Linked DNA regions of Mus musculus: regions 1, 2, 4 and 5 are each linked to region 3. Evidence: chromatin contacts called from public Micro-C, capture Hi-C and promoter capture Hi-C data. All regions are on one chromosome and are shown on one strand. Each heading gives the region's core, a stretch centred on a gene start, on an enhancer-like site or on the middle of the called end of the contact. The rest is flanking DNA. Distances are from core to core; before and after follow the strand shown.

The links. Promoter capture Hi-C pulls out the DNA fragments that hold promoters and counts their contacts. Hi-C and Micro-C count contacts between places; a contact is called where the count stands out from the background. Capture Hi-C pulls out chosen DNA fragments and counts their contacts.
Region 1: a promoter capture Hi-C map of pre-B cells shows a contact between it and region 3, with 4 times the contacts expected there. The contact joins the promoter of 4930439D14Rik here to the promoter of Ier5 in region 3. A contact is called at or near these places in 2 of 39 promoter capture datasets (cranial neural crest and pre-B cells).
Region 2: a Micro-C map of embryonic stem cells shows a contact between it and region 3, with 3 times the contacts expected there. The contact joins the promoter of Glul here to the promoter of Ier5 in region 3. A contact is called at or near these places in 5 of 39 promoter capture datasets (cranial neural crest, embryonic stem cells, liver and 2 more), 5 of 484 Hi-C or Micro-C datasets (B cells, CD4 T cells, the G1E-ER4 cell line and 1 more), 5 of 115 datasets of contacts at active chromatin or transcription factors (astrocytes, embryonic stem cells, extraembryonic endoderm stem cells and 2 more) and 1 of 9 other capture datasets (liver).
Region 4: a contact with region 3 is called in a Micro-C map of embryonic stem cells, with 4 times the contacts expected there. The contact joins the promoter of Lamc1 here to the promoter of Ier5 in region 3.
Region 5: a capture Hi-C map of embryonic stem cells shows a contact between it and region 3, with 2.6 times the contacts expected there. The contact joins the promoter of Rgs8 here to the promoter of Ier5 in region 3. A contact is called at or near these places in 2 of 39 promoter capture datasets (cranial neural crest and liver), 1 of 115 datasets of contacts at active chromatin or transcription factors (embryonic stem cells) and 1 of 9 other capture datasets (embryonic stem cells).

Annotation. Positions count from the first base shown.
Region 1 is chr1:156,937,329-156,940,055 of GRCm38.p6, forward strand. 4930439D14Rik (a long non-coding RNA gene) reads left to right here and starts at 1,466. Exons shown (of 2, transcript XR_003948625.1): 1 at 1,466-1,730; 2 at 1,799-2,727. Ralgps2 (Ral GEF with PH domain and SH3 binding motif 2) reads right to left here and starts at 2,298. Exons shown (of 19, transcript NM_001159967.1): 1 at 2,161-2,298.
Region 2 is chr1:153,898,537-153,901,236 of GRCm38.p6, forward strand. Glul (glutamate-ammonia ligase (glutamine synthetase)) reads left to right here and starts at 1,393. Exons shown (of 7, transcript NM_008131.4): 1 at 1,393-1,523. It overlaps Gm38440 (a long non-coding RNA gene), which reads right to left and starts at 1,240. Exons shown (of 2, transcript XR_387481.3): 1 at 1,059-1,240; 2 at 1-214. Mir8114 (microRNA 8114) reads left to right here and starts at 1,390; the gene lies at 1,390-1,500.
Region 3 is chr1:155,098,262-155,100,961 of GRCm38.p6, forward strand. It overlaps Ier5 (immediate early response 5), which reads right to left and starts at 1,375. Exons shown (of 1, transcript NM_010500.2): 1 at 1-1,375. The coding sequence starts at 1,169. The coding sequence ends at 243.
Region 4 is chr1:153,331,486-153,334,185 of GRCm38.p6, forward strand. Lamc1 (laminin, gamma 1) reads right to left here and starts at 1,301. Exons shown (of 28, transcript NM_010683.2): 1 at 643-1,301. The coding sequence starts at 1,054.
Region 5 is chr1:153,651,607-153,654,306 of GRCm38.p6, forward strand. It overlaps Rgs8 (regulator of G-protein signaling 8), which reads left to right and starts at 1,431. Exons shown (of 7, transcript NM_026380.3): 1 at 1,431-1,749.

The DNA of each region.
Region 1 (2,727 bases), core at 216-2,715, 1.8 Mb after region 3:
TAAGTATATAAACCAACAGATTAATTGTCTAGCCACATATAAACCACACACCCTCTGACTCCAGGTAGAGTAATATTTAGATATGTTTGGAAGCCGGATACCTAGTGTGTATAAACACAAGCACAGTTTAAGACAACTGTCTTGATGCTTTTATTCACTAACAGTTCCTTCTATCCTCAGAAGGAAAAATGCAAGCAGTATCCTAACTCAAAAGGCATCCTGAGTTTTCACTTCTACACTAACAGAGCTGCCCACTGATGACTTTATCTCCATCACAGCACGTGTGCGTTTGTGCGCTGCAGCATCCCCTCCACACCCATCAGGACACAGCGGGACGCGGAGATACTCTGTGTGTTTAGAAGAATTGACCCTCTGGACAAGAGCTTAAAAGGAGCTTTTGATCCCAACTCCTCATAGGCAGAGTCAGGCAGATCTCAGCCAGTTAGAAGCCAGCCTGGTCTATGTAGTGAATTCCACCGACAGCTAGAGCTACATAGTGAGGCTCTGCCTCAAAAAAAAAAAAAAAAAAAAAAAAGTTTCAAGTTGCAATCAAATTATTATTACCAACAAAGCCATCTTTCACCAAAGGCAACCACTGCCCCAATTTTAATTGTAAGCTCGTTTTTAAAATGCACACAAATTGCATTCATTACTCACACATGTCTGGTTCATAGCTATCTTTTAAATTTTATTTTCTCTCAGAATTTTTGGGTGTATCCTCCCTGATACTGTAATATCAAAAAGTATACTAGGATCTTGACACACAAGCAGATCTTTCAACTTCTGCTGCAATCTGGTGAATAAAAGATAGAGAACAGTATTTGCAGAAAAAGTCAAATTCCTGAAATCAATGCATGGTGAGATAGAATGGACTGGGTTTTACTATTTTAAAATTACTATGCCAGAATTTAAGCTCAAATAACTATACTTAAACCATTCATGGGAACTCTAATAGACACATTTAATATATACATGTGGCTAAGACAAGCAATTTTCCACATTTTTGAAGCTTCATGACTACACACATTCAGTAGAGGTTATTATTATTAAAATAATACTGTTTGGTTACAAATCCCACTCCTGCAGTAACAGTATTACACTTACTACATTTATGATGCTACAGCCCGAACAATCATATCTGGGTGGGACAGGCTTTTACAGTTTGCAAGTTAACGAACTGTGGCACTGCGGTACTCTCTCATGCAAGGAATGAAAAGTTCCACAAAATTCGAATGGTCATCTTCAAAGACACACGACCTCGAGTACACCGGATGGTAAACATTACATAAACAACGCCAAAGTCAACTCATAAACAAACACCAACACCGAAACAAAGCTCTATAGCTACTTCAGCGTACTAAGACGGGGTGTGGGGGTGGGGAGGGGATGCAGAGCACCTACGAGGAAAGGCTCAATTAACTGCCGCCCGTGCTTTCATCCTCCGATCTTAAACAAAAGACGCTGGATGCTTTCGGTGGAGAGCGCTTTCTGCAGAGGGATTTGGGGTTGCAAACGCCCCTCCTCCACGGCCACCAACAGGCCCCTTTCTTCCTCCTCCCTCACCCCTCCCAGCTCAAACAAATTAACATTCGCACTAAGGTACCTCCTATCAGCTCGCAGCTTCTTCCCAAACACGCCCACGCACCCTGAAACCCGCCTGCGTCTACACCGCACACGGCGGCAGGAAAAGCGCTTCGAGGGGGGCGGGGAGCCGCGGCGGCAGCGCACAGGTCCGGGCTCCCTTCCAGGTCAGCTCCCCATCGCCTCCCCGAGCCCGGTGTTTACGAGCCCGCCTAAGCCCACACAGCAAAGGAATCCCAGGCGCTGCGGGCAGCTAGCGCGGCGGTGCGGGACCCCCCTCCGTGTCCGCACGCGGCCTCCGCCGCCGCGGCGCCGCTCACCCCGCGCTCCGCGGGCGGTTCGGCCCCGCAACAGGTCACCCGCCTCGGCTCGGTGACGGGGGTGCAGGCGCCCCGGCCGAGAGGGGGTGTGGCTGGCGCGGCGGGGCCCGGCCCCGGCTCACCTGAGAGGCTGAGGCGACGCCGGGGCCTCCGCCACCGCGGGACCGCGAGCGACCCGCAGCCCGCCCTCCCGCGCCGCGCACCGCGGCCGCCGCCGCCATTGCCCGCGCCTCCCCACACGCCCGCACGCCACGCCGACCTGTGCAGCCGCGGCCGTCGCCTCCGCTTCGCCCGCGGCTCCGAGGCAATCGCTCGCCCAACCGAGCAGTCGGCGTCTCTCATTCAGCGCCTGCCGCCGGCGCTCGGGGGAGGGGAGTGCGCTGGATCCACCCCGGCCGCGCAGGGGGCGCGCGCCGGGCGGGCGGGGCGGAGCGGCGCGCGCACCAACCGAGCGCGCTCGCGCGGCCGGGAACGCCGGGTCGCCGGGGTCTCGGCGCAGTCTGCGGGCGCCGGGCTATGCCCCCCGAGGCCAACTGCCGCCCCGTACCGGTGTCCGAGGCGCGTGCCCCAGCCGCAGGCGCAGCACCGGCCGCAAGGACGAGCCGCAGGGTTCAGGACGGACAGGTGGGGCCCCGCGGCTGCTCCCCGCACGGGTCTCGTTGGCGCCTGGGACGCGGGCGTTGCTCCCCGCTCGGGCCAGAGGACAAAAGTCTGGAAACGCTTGGCCCCCAGATCAAATACCCAGCCCGTGAGGGCGGCGTCCTTAGGAGTCGTGGCGGACAAGTGGAGGGGGACTGCAAATGTGAAGAGTCACCCCACAGCCGTG
Region 2 (2,700 bases), core at 143-2,642, 1.2 Mb before region 3:
AGCCACTGTGTCAGACACACTCAGGGGAAATTGACAGAGGTTGACCTAACAGGCCGAGCTATGTGTGTGGGGTCACAGGCAACCTTTCTTTTTCATATTTGTGGTGCATACACAGAAGCAGAAGCACAAACTTCATCCCTTCCTCTTCCAAAGGCACTGAGAGCGTGGGTTTCTGGCATCTAGAGAGAAAACTTCATCTCGAATGCCAGAAGTCCTGAAAGATAAAGCCCAGCCATGAGGTGGATTTCATGTACTAGAAAGAGACTGCTCAGAGCATAGCATTAATAACAATATATGGGCCACGTCTATTTTTTTACAGGTAAATTCTGTGCACATTTTCAGCTTGTCTCACTACAGTATTCACACACTATCTCAGCCATCACTGCAGGGTTAAGAAAGGAAAGAGAAAACTCTCATTCCCTCTCCCCCAACACACACACACAGTTAAAAACAACTTGGGAAGCAAAGCCAGGGGTTCCCCCCACCCCTCTTGCTTTTTTGTTTGTTTTCTCTGTGAAACCCTGGTTGTCCTGGAATTCCCTCTGTAGAGAAGACTGGCCTCGAACTCAGGAGACCCACCCGCCTCTGCCTCCTGAGTGCTAGGATTAAAGGCGTGTGCCACCCCCGCTTTCCCTCCTGAGTGCTAGGATTAAAGGCATGTTGCCACCCTGCTTTCCCGGTCAACTGCTCTGAAAGTCCTTCCATCTGCTTTATTTTGCAGATCCAAGGAAAGGCTGAGAGACGGGAACACACACACACAAGGCAACATCAAATAGACTATGGACGTCCAGAATCCTCTTTATAGAAACATCACACTTGTGTTTAAACCGTGAAATCACAGTCTGACCACTTCCCCCAAATCCACTCAGGAAACCAGGAAGATAGGGTCCTCCAGGTTCTGGGAATCGTGTTTCTCTCTCTCTCTCCCCGCGCCTGATCAGGGCTCCCTGCCTCTCCCCAGCCCAACCCGTCCCCAGGCTCGCTCAACAAACAAAGGGTAAAATTCTCTTCTGGGGTTCTGGATTTTCAGTGACAGATCTCCTCGAAAACCTCTGTACCGTTAAGGAAGCAAAGAGCCGAGGCCAAATGACTCTGAGGAAGCCTCAGCCTGGGTCCGAGGGTCCAGAGGTCGCTTAAGAACGCAAGCTGCAAATGCATCCTGCACCTTCGGCCCTGGCCCTCCTCCAGCCGCCGCTGCCTCCCCTCCCCCACTCCCCTTTCTCTTTCTTTCTTCTGGGTCTCGCTCGCCCCACCCTGAGGCTCCCGCACAGTTCCTCGGCCAATGGCCTCAGGGCCCCGGCGCGCAGCAGCTGATGGGCGCGGGTTTCCTGGCCTAGGTCAGCCAATCAAGGCGACTGGGGGCGGGCACAAGCTGTCAATAAAAAGTACCGAGCAGCCAGCGACCCTGCAGAGCGGAGAATGGGAGTAGAGCAGAGTGTCTGAACAGCACGCTCACCCATCTCCTCTCCGCCTCGCTCTCCTGACCTGTTCACCCATCCATCATCCGGCCGGCCACCGCTCTGGTAAGCGCACGGAGGGTCCAGGAATGTACGGCCGCCCGGGCTGTGGGGTCGCACTCTACTTCCCAGCTCCAGTCAGCTGCTGTACGGAGCGGGATGCAGCGCTCGTGCCTCCCGCGTGTTTGCAGCGTGCGGCCCGGGCCGGCTCTGCTTGGTGTTCCTAGGACGCGCTGTGAGCCAAGCTCCGGGAAGGGCGGGGTTGCGGGTTGTTTTGATCTGTTCTATACTTGCGGCCGGAGGCGCCGCCCCGGGAGGCAGGCGCCGTTGGCTGGGGTTCACGCTGAGATGGGGGCTTTCCGGTGGTCCCAGCGGGAGAGGGTTCTTGCCTTAGGTGGGCGCAGGCGCCTTGATCCTCTCTTCCTGGCGGCGCATTTGGGGGGCGTCGTCACGCTGTGGGTGGTCTGGTTGAGGATGGTGGTCCTAAGCGTTGATGGCACCACTCCCCAGCTCCCAACGCCGTGTCCTAGGCCTTTACCATATGACCGAACAATGGAGAGCCGGAGCCCCGGAGTGGCCGGCGGGCTCCGCAGTGGAGAGGCCGCGCCAAGCGGAGGCAGCAGCGGCGCGCTGTGCCTCCCGCGGTCGCCCCACTCTCGCCACCCGGCCTCTACCCTCGCCGGGGTATGGCCCCCTGGGAGAGGCCTTGAGATCTACGCGGGCCCGAGGGTCGCGGCACCGACTTTCCGGACATTTTAGTGGGAAGGCTGCTTTCAAAGTGGATTGCCCCAACTCCTCCGGGGGCGGGAAGCGGGGATCCTCCCCCAGCCGCAAATACTCAAAGAAACCAACCATTGAAGACGTAGAAGATGGAGATTCTCGGTCCTCAGAGTCCCCTTCTAATACTTTAGGCTTCGTTGCCTACTCTGTGAACTCCGGGGAGAAGTCGAGGGTTAAGATTAAATCGCACCCGTCTTATTCCAGCACCTCCCCCTCCGAACGGTCTGGGTCCCCCACTCCATCGCCCTCGCCCAAAAAGCTCCGTTGCTTAGACCAGCGAGAAATCGAGAACGAGGAGAGGCATGAACACTGCTCTAAAAAGAGGAGGTCTAGAGAGTACAACCCCAGTGCATTTGATTCTCATTGGCTGGGGTGAGTAAAAGTCAGGGCGAAGGACCCCGGGTGCATCTGGCAACCCGCAGAAACTACTCAGAATTTTAAGAACCCATTCCACTTTGCACTA
Region 3 (2,700 bases), core at 125-2,624:
CAAAAGTTAACGATCGATCGTCCTCTTCCAATAAGCCTCCAACTCTAGGTCTCAGGATGAGACTCGAGAGCCACGGCCCAGCCGGGCTGCCCCTTCTGGGGCGATGTGCTGCCCGGCAGCAACCAGTCTCCCCTACGCGCCCAGCGCCTACGGTCTCGGCTCGTCCTCGCGGCCGGGAGAGGCCCCGGCCGCACTTCGGGGACTCCCGCTGCTCAAGCTCCAGCCACTCGGGTCCCGGGGGCTCAGAAGGCCACGATGGCTGTGCTCCAGGGGCTCATGTCTCTCAGCACCGGCTTGTCGCAGCAGATCTGCCCCGGCTCGGCGGCTTCCGGGCCGCCCTCCTCCGCCTCCTCTTCCTCTCGGCCGCCTGCGGGGCTTTTCCGTAGGAGTCCCGAGAAGCTAGACCCGAAGATGCTGATGAGGTTTGCCACGTTCCCGGTCTCCATCTCCTCGTCGGTGTCGTCCTCGCCGGTGACTGGCTGCTCCTCCGAGTTCCGGCGCGGCTTCTTGAGAGGGGTAGAGCCGGGTGCCGAGCAGCTCGCGCGGCCGCCACCCACTCCCGCTGCGCCACGCTTCCTGGGACACGGGGCGGGTGGCGCGGGGGACCCGTCCTCGGAGGACCGCTCCTCCACGGCCGGGGGACAGCCGCACGGGCGGCGCACTGCCCGGGGCCCCTCGGGGCACGCGTCCGAGCCACCTCCTGAAGACGCCGCGCGCGGACGCTCCACGCGGCCCCAAGCAGCTGCCGCCGAGTCCTCCTCTCCGCCCCGGAGAGCTTCCCCCGATCCGGCCACCGCGGCCACCGGTTCTGAGCTTCCCGCTCCGGGCGTGTGGCACACGGAGGGACGCTGAGGCTGAGGCTGCGGCTGAGGCTCGGGCTCCGGCCAGGCGGCACGGGCGACCGGCGGGGGCGGCTCTCCCCAGCCGGAGGGTGGCCCGGCTACAGGCTCTCCAGGCTGCTGAGGCGGCGGCACCGCCGGGGTCCCCGCAGGGCCAGCCAGGTAGAGGCCAGGGCAGGGGTCACTCAGGTAGACTTGGCGGGCGCTGCGCAGCACCAACGACACCAAGAGGTTCTTGTGCAGCTTGATGCCGCCGCGCTGGACCCGCGAGTTGTAGATCTTGCCCAGGGAGATGCTGACGATGCGGTGAGCCTCCAGCTTGAACTCCATCCTGCCTTCGCTTCCAGACGATAGGGTGAACGCCTGCTTGCCTTCTGAAGCTGCGAGAGGAGCTGTAGGCGGGATCAGGTCTTCCTCTGTGGTTGTACCCTCGGCGTCTGAAAGCTCGGTGGAGAAAAGACCTGGTGACGCGTAGTCCCCCTCCGCCGCTTCCCTTCAGACAACAGAACCGTTCTGAGCCGGACTCTAAACTGAGCGCTGCGGGGCCACACTGCACCTTATATATGCTCCTCGAACGCCAATCACAAAGCGCCGCTAACCGTTCTGGGCGGGCAGATGTGCCTCGTGCTCCGCCCCCGACCAATCAGAGGCAGAGGAGGGGCCCCAGGGCCTGTTCAAACGTTAGTCCCGCGGAGCAAGCTCTTAAAGGGGGAGATTGCAGGCAGCCCATTGATCATGTGCGGTGGGATTTGTGTTCAGAGGCGTTGATAGAGGAGAACGAGGCCCACAGAACTGTATGTAGTAAGGGATTCCGCTTTGTGATGTACCTTAGCACACTGACTGGAACTTTCATTCGTTTAGTGTGCTGGAATCTACTGCACAATAAAATTCAGTTCCTTTCATACACAATTTCCAGCTGCTCATAGCTGTTTCAGCTGTAATTTCTGGTCATTCTTGGCAGAAATGGAAGCGATGACAATATATGACAACTAGCACGATATATTTGAGATATTATGTTGGAGTTAGCCCCTTTCCCATTAGCGTTATACTCAGCATTTAACTACAAACAAAAGGGAACGTTCTAGAAATACCCAAGCTTCTGCCTTATGAAGGAACAGAATTCAGGTACAACGTTGTTTGTTCTCACCTAAAGCTGGCATCTTTCATTTCGTTCCCCAGATTCTCAGTTATCACATATTTTAAATGGAAGATGTTACCTATTTCTCCACAATGGTTTTCTTTGTTTGTCTGTTTGTTTAATACCCCCCCCCCACACACACACACAATAAGTAACTGATCTATTTTGGGGGAAATCTAGTAAGTTCTAAAAATACAAATAAGTTCTGGTTTCCCATGTTGATTATGTAAATTGTTTTTTGTCAAGTATGGGGGGAGGGTTCCTAAAATTTTTCTGGTCAGTCAATGTAGTCCCATCCACTGAGTCTTGCAAATCCCTGTCAGAAGGACCATGACAAGATTGTACTGGTGCCTGATGGCTCTGTAAATTGCCTTATGGCCCTGAAGTTTCAAATATAAAATGAAGAAATCACAGATACACCTTCTTTATTACACAGAAGATAAATGGCAACTCTCAGAGTCAATCTAAATAATAAAGTTAACCACAGCTTACACGGTGTCTATGTGAAAGGTTTGCCTGACCCTACAATAGGTTTGGCCATTTACATGGAAGAAATACTAGTGAGAGGTAGGCTTGATTAAGAGCCAGTTCACAACCAGGATGCCTTCAGATCTGATGGTTTGGGGGATGCTAACTTTGGCCACTATTACTGCTACAACTGAAGCCCAGAGTCCCTCCCTTCTAGGAATTCTCAGCCCACATAGAGAAGGAGAGAAAATAATT
Region 4 (2,700 bases), core at 51-2,550, 1.8 Mb before region 3:
AGTGTCTTCATTACCTTTCTGTTTTCTCCCAACTAGGATTAGCAGTGAAACAGCTCCTAATTAAGGCTGAACAGCTCTGAAGAACAGTAACTTTAAAAGTGAACTTCCACTTTAATTACACATAGAAATACCGGCGGCAAAGGCATTTGCTCCCCTCAAATTCCCCTATCAAAACTAAGAGCAATCATTCTCAACCCTGGAGACAGACAAACATTTTAAAGACAAGTGTTTGAAAGTGGACCTTCAAGACTCTAATGTAAGCATGCTATGTGATAGTCCTGTCCTGCCAGGATGAGTGTTTCATTAGCGCCTCAGGGTGCAAAAGGGGGTGGGGGGGTGTTGGTCCAAAATCCTAACTGCTGAAATAGAAAAGAATCAACGGAACGAGAATCCGGTTGGACTAGAAAGAGTAAGAAAAAAAGAGAGAGATGCTAGCGTGGGACATGGTGGCCCTCACCGGATGTTCAAAGCGAGATGAATTTTAGAAGTTGGAGAAAGGAATTTCTGTGTGTGGCCCACGCTGGAGAACAGACCGTCAGCACGCGGCTGGACAGGCCCCTCAGGCCGGACCAGCGGCTCCATGGATGCGGCCCCGGAGCTGGACCGTGAGCGAGTAGTGGGGACGGGGCTGTCATCGCTTACCCAGGTGCAGCGTGAGGTTGATGGAGTTGGGGTACTGCACCCCGGCCAGCATAGTCTGGCTTTGCCACCAGGTGGTGTCGGCCTGGTTGTTGTAGTCGGTCAGGAAGGCTGCCCCGTGTTGCAGGTGCTGCTGGCCGGCGTCGCACAGGTGACAGGACTTAGTGACTCCGGTCACCCCAGTCTGCACGCAGTACTCCTCGGGCGGAGTCCCACACGTGTTGGTAGCCACCACGGTCACATTGAAGGCGGCATTAACAAACTCCGGCATGCAGCGCTGCGGCCGCCCGCCCTCATCCGCGCACTCGTCCATGGCCGCCCGGACACAGCCCGCCACAGCCGCCAGCACAGCCAACAGCGGCCACAGCCGCCCCCGGGGCTGCAGGGCCAGCGCGGCCCGCCCGCCGCCCGTCATCCCGCTGCGCGCGGGCCCTCGGCAAAGGCTGGGGTGCCGCGCTGCACTCGCCTAGCGGCGTATCCCGAGGCCGATCCTCCGCTGCGGGCCGAGGCCGGGCTGTGGACCGGGCTGGAGGCCGAGAGCCGGACGCAGAGCCGATGGGTGGGCGTCCGAGCCAAGATCGCGCTGCCTCCGCTACCTCCCGGTGCGCAGCCTGCACTGTGCGCCGACCCCCGACTTCCGAGCGCGCACTCGAGAGCGCGCCCCAGGAGGAAGGAGAAGGGGGTGGGGTCTGCCCGGCGGGGTGGGATCTGGCGGTGGAGAAAACCCAAGGCCGGCCTCCTCGGCAGCTCACGCGGGCCAGGAGCTGCTCCCCGCCCTACGCGTCCTCCCCAGCGACTCCCGGCGGCGGCGGGGGCGGCCTGGAGGGCGGTGGGCCAGAGAAGCGAGATGGGAGGGGCGGGAGCCAGAGGACCGGGCGCGAGGTGGGCGGGGCGGTGGAGTAGGAGGGTGGGGTGCGAGGAGGGCGGGACCGGCAGCAAAAGGGAGGGGGGCGCGAGATGGAAGAGGCAAGGGGTCAAGTGGGAGGACTTCTGGATGGGCGTGACTAGAGGTGGGCTGGGCGAGGGGGTAAGAGGGAGGGGCCCAAGGTGGGCGGAGAGGGAGCGTGAGTGAGGGAAGGAGGGCGGGGCGTGGGGTGTGGGGTGCTGGGCAGTGCATGCTGGGAGGGTAGGGGCTTCGGTGGGTTGGGAACCCTCATCCAGGTCTTGTACCTTAGAGGATCTTGCCCTGGAGGGTATGAGGCTAAGAGGAGGTTCTTAAAGGGAGACGCAGGTGGGTGAGGTGGCCCGGAATCTGTGTTTTTGACTTCATGAGGACTTGGACCCTGGCCCAACCAGATGTCAGTCCTTACGGTATAGCTCAGCCACTACCTGACTCTGGAGCCTGAACACAGCGCAACGGTGCGGTGGCCTGCGTGACCTCGCCCTCCCCAGCCGTCCCGGGCATTGCCTCCTGTATCCCGGGGCAAGCCCTGCCCACGCTGAGGGGAGAGATCCCGAGGTGTCCAAGGGACTGGATCCCTGTGGAACACAGGGCTCGATCTCAGCTTCAGAGTCAATTTTGTGATTTCCTTGCTCTAAATTAAAATGTGACTGTCATTTAACCGGGCAAGGAAGGAAGTGAGAAGGCTGGGAATGGAATGACATTTTCCCCTGGATACGCAGACCTGCTTTGAAATTCTTCCACTCTGTTGTTTGTGTGTCCTAGCTTGCCTTTAAAAGACTCGAAATTATCTGGATTCTGACATCCTCCTCTTCGGACCTGCTGAGTCACAGAATATTGTCAGTGCCAGAATGACTCAGTTCCCAGAGCCCGAGCCAAAAGATCATGCGTTTTAGTCTCAGATCAGAACTACCTGCAGTGCTGATAGGACCAGCAGACAGGGGAAGGGAGGGTGCTGTAAAAATGAACCAGCTGAGAGCCGGGCTTGGCAGCACACTGTGCTAATCCCAACCCAAGATGCAAAGCAGACCAGCAAAGTGTAAGCTCCGGATCAGTAGTCTTTTTAAGATAATGATACTGATAGCTACAAGATGGCCCAGTGGGTAAAAGCACCTGCCACCAAGCTTGGTGACCTGAGTTCAATCTCCAGGAACCACATT
Region 5 (2,700 bases), core at 181-2,680, 1.4 Mb before region 3:
GAGAGAGGAGAGACATCTGTCTCTCTAAAAGGGTTGGTCTTTACTTTCAATCCAAGAAGATTTTAGAGGGCATGTACAGAGAACAGAGGGAGTGTCACATGATCGGGGGGGGGTTCAAGTGAGGTGTCATGGACCTTTTAGCCCCTCAAAAACAGGAGAAGCAGCCATCAGTATACAGCAAGAAGGAAAGTACCCTCTCTCTCCTTGACCTCCCAGTTGGAATTCCTCTTCCTCTTCTCCCTCCATCAGTGATTTGAACACCTTGCTCATTTATGTGTGAACCGGCCGCCTGAATCTCTGTCCCTTCCTCCAGTCATCTGGCACAGCAAGGATATCTATTCCCTCAACATCACCCATAGCACATAGTAGACTCATAACCGTGGCATGATATATTGACCTGACTGTGCTGAAATGGAGCAACATTTTAGGTAGCAGCAGAGGGATGATATGAGCATCTATCGGAGACGGGAGTCTGACAGGTCATGGGGCTTGGTGTCTACAGTCAGTGCTAGTCACATCCTTTGGAGAGAGGCTTGACTGAGGAGGGAAGGATGGTTCCCTGGACATCGGAATCAGTCACATGTTTATCCTCTGCAGACCATCATCTCCCTCCCAAGAAGGCCGTTGTTTGGGGTCTCTCTATCCTTCATTAGCTGTGCTTGATGGTGCGTACCCCAGTCACAGCTTCCTTTGGTCTCTTCTCTCTTCCACTGTTTGTGTGCTCCTGGTCACCTTCTCTGTCTGGCCATGGTTGTAAACAGAACCAGTGACTGTCAGCCCGTGGCTGGTGCCATGAACCCATCGAATGAATGGACACACTCTAGAATCCTGCGAAGGGCCCCCATGTCTGATGCTTAGCTAGCCAGAAGGCTGTGTTCCTACCTCAGTGGAACTGTACAGACAGAAGCATCAAATGGCATGTTCGCTCTACTCTTCTGAACATCTTTTTTTGATCCTGTTCTTGACAACACAGACCCCTGGTAACCCATTGTGCATGTGGCCGAGGGAGCAGTCTGGCTTGCCTCTGCACAGGGTGACAAAGGACACTGACCATTTGCTGTCTAGTTCCCATCCATGTCTATTATTTTCCTCATCTTTGAGAAAGTTGGAGCTGTGCTTGACACAAATTGCCTGGCCATTCTCAATCCTAAATCTAAATGGCTTTTTACTGAATGGGGAGGGACAACCTTGAAGCTGGACCAGGAATGTGGGACCGTGTTTCTCCCTTCCCTATGTCACCAAGCCAACGCTCCTGCCTTGGTGTGGTCAGTGGAAAGCAGATCTCACCCAGGTTGATGACCGCAGTCACACCCTTATGCTCTCTGTTCTTGGCTGAACTTCGCAGAGCCACCAGCCGCTCCGGAGGTAGCGCTTGGATTCAAGCCGTCAGCAGAGAGCCACACAGACATTGCCATCCCGTTGGAGCCTGCGGTCCTCCCCCAACTGCGTGGCTGCGCATCATCTGTCAGAGTGCCCCTCTCCCCTCCCTCTGCCTCCCCGCTCCCTCCCCTGCGCTCGCTAGCTCTTTCCCTTTTCATGAGATGCAAAGTCCGGCGCAGAGCAGAGCCCTCCAGAGCAGCATGGTGCAGGAGCTCTTCTAGGGGCCCGAGGTGAGGCGGCCACGCTCCACTACCCTCACCCATGTACCAGGAGAGGGCCGACTCTGTCACTCAGGGTTTCACCGAGCCATGCACTGCTGTTGCCGGCACCAGCCACATCTTTCCAGCTGCGCTGCCCACCGCCAGGCAGGTAAGATGAGAATGCCTGTTTCTTGCAGGGTCTGGATGGATCCCTGGGCCGGCCCGCTGAGGCTTACTGGGAGAAGCAGGACAGACAACAGAGAGCAGAAAGGCACGTCCTCCTCTCATAATCTCCACTTATTTTCTCTCAGAGCTGCTCGGAGCAGGGAGGGCAAGCCCTGTTACCCTGATCCTAGTAAGGATGCAGGAATAGCATTTCTTTCTAGTTAGTGGAGGGTTCTTTCTTTCCTTTCCTTTTTTTTTTCCTATCTGCCTCAGCCTCAACTCCTCAGGACCCCCAAAGTCTGCTTTCTGTCAAACAAGGATCCTGTTTCTGGCCTCAGATTTCTTGGCGGGGAGGGGGTGTCCCTGAAAATATTGTCAGTTGATGTCTGCACGGTGCCACGGGTTTCTTATATTTATTTCCATTCAGCTCAGCTGTTGTTTGGAACAGGGGTCGCTTGCACAGCAGCCTGGCTGCACATAGCATCTGTCTTGTTTCTAGTCAGCCAAGCAGGTCAGCTCTGCTGGTGACTAACACTTAGTGACACATTCCGATGCAAAAGGACTCACAATGACAGTGAACTGGAGGGAGATTAAAATGAATCCAGGGGTGGGGGTGCCAGTTCCTAAGTGGCAAGTTAGGGGCACACATACCAGCAACAGGAGGTGATGGCTCCCTGGCATGGTAGCTGCTGATTTTTTTTTGCTGGGGGGGGGGGAGACAGAAATGGGGGGTGTCATGTTGGGGGAAGGAGGTTGTTGGTTTTTCTTGCTGTGTTAGAACGACTTAACATCCACCTATTGTCTGGCCATATACTGAAGAGTGGGCTTTCAGGTTCTGGTGTGTTCTGTCTGACTTTGTGAGGGAGGCTTCCAGCTGCAGAAATGCCATGAAGCTTAACCTAGCCTGCAACTTGACTTAAGTTGGGGGCCACTTGTTCTTACAGATTTGGAAACC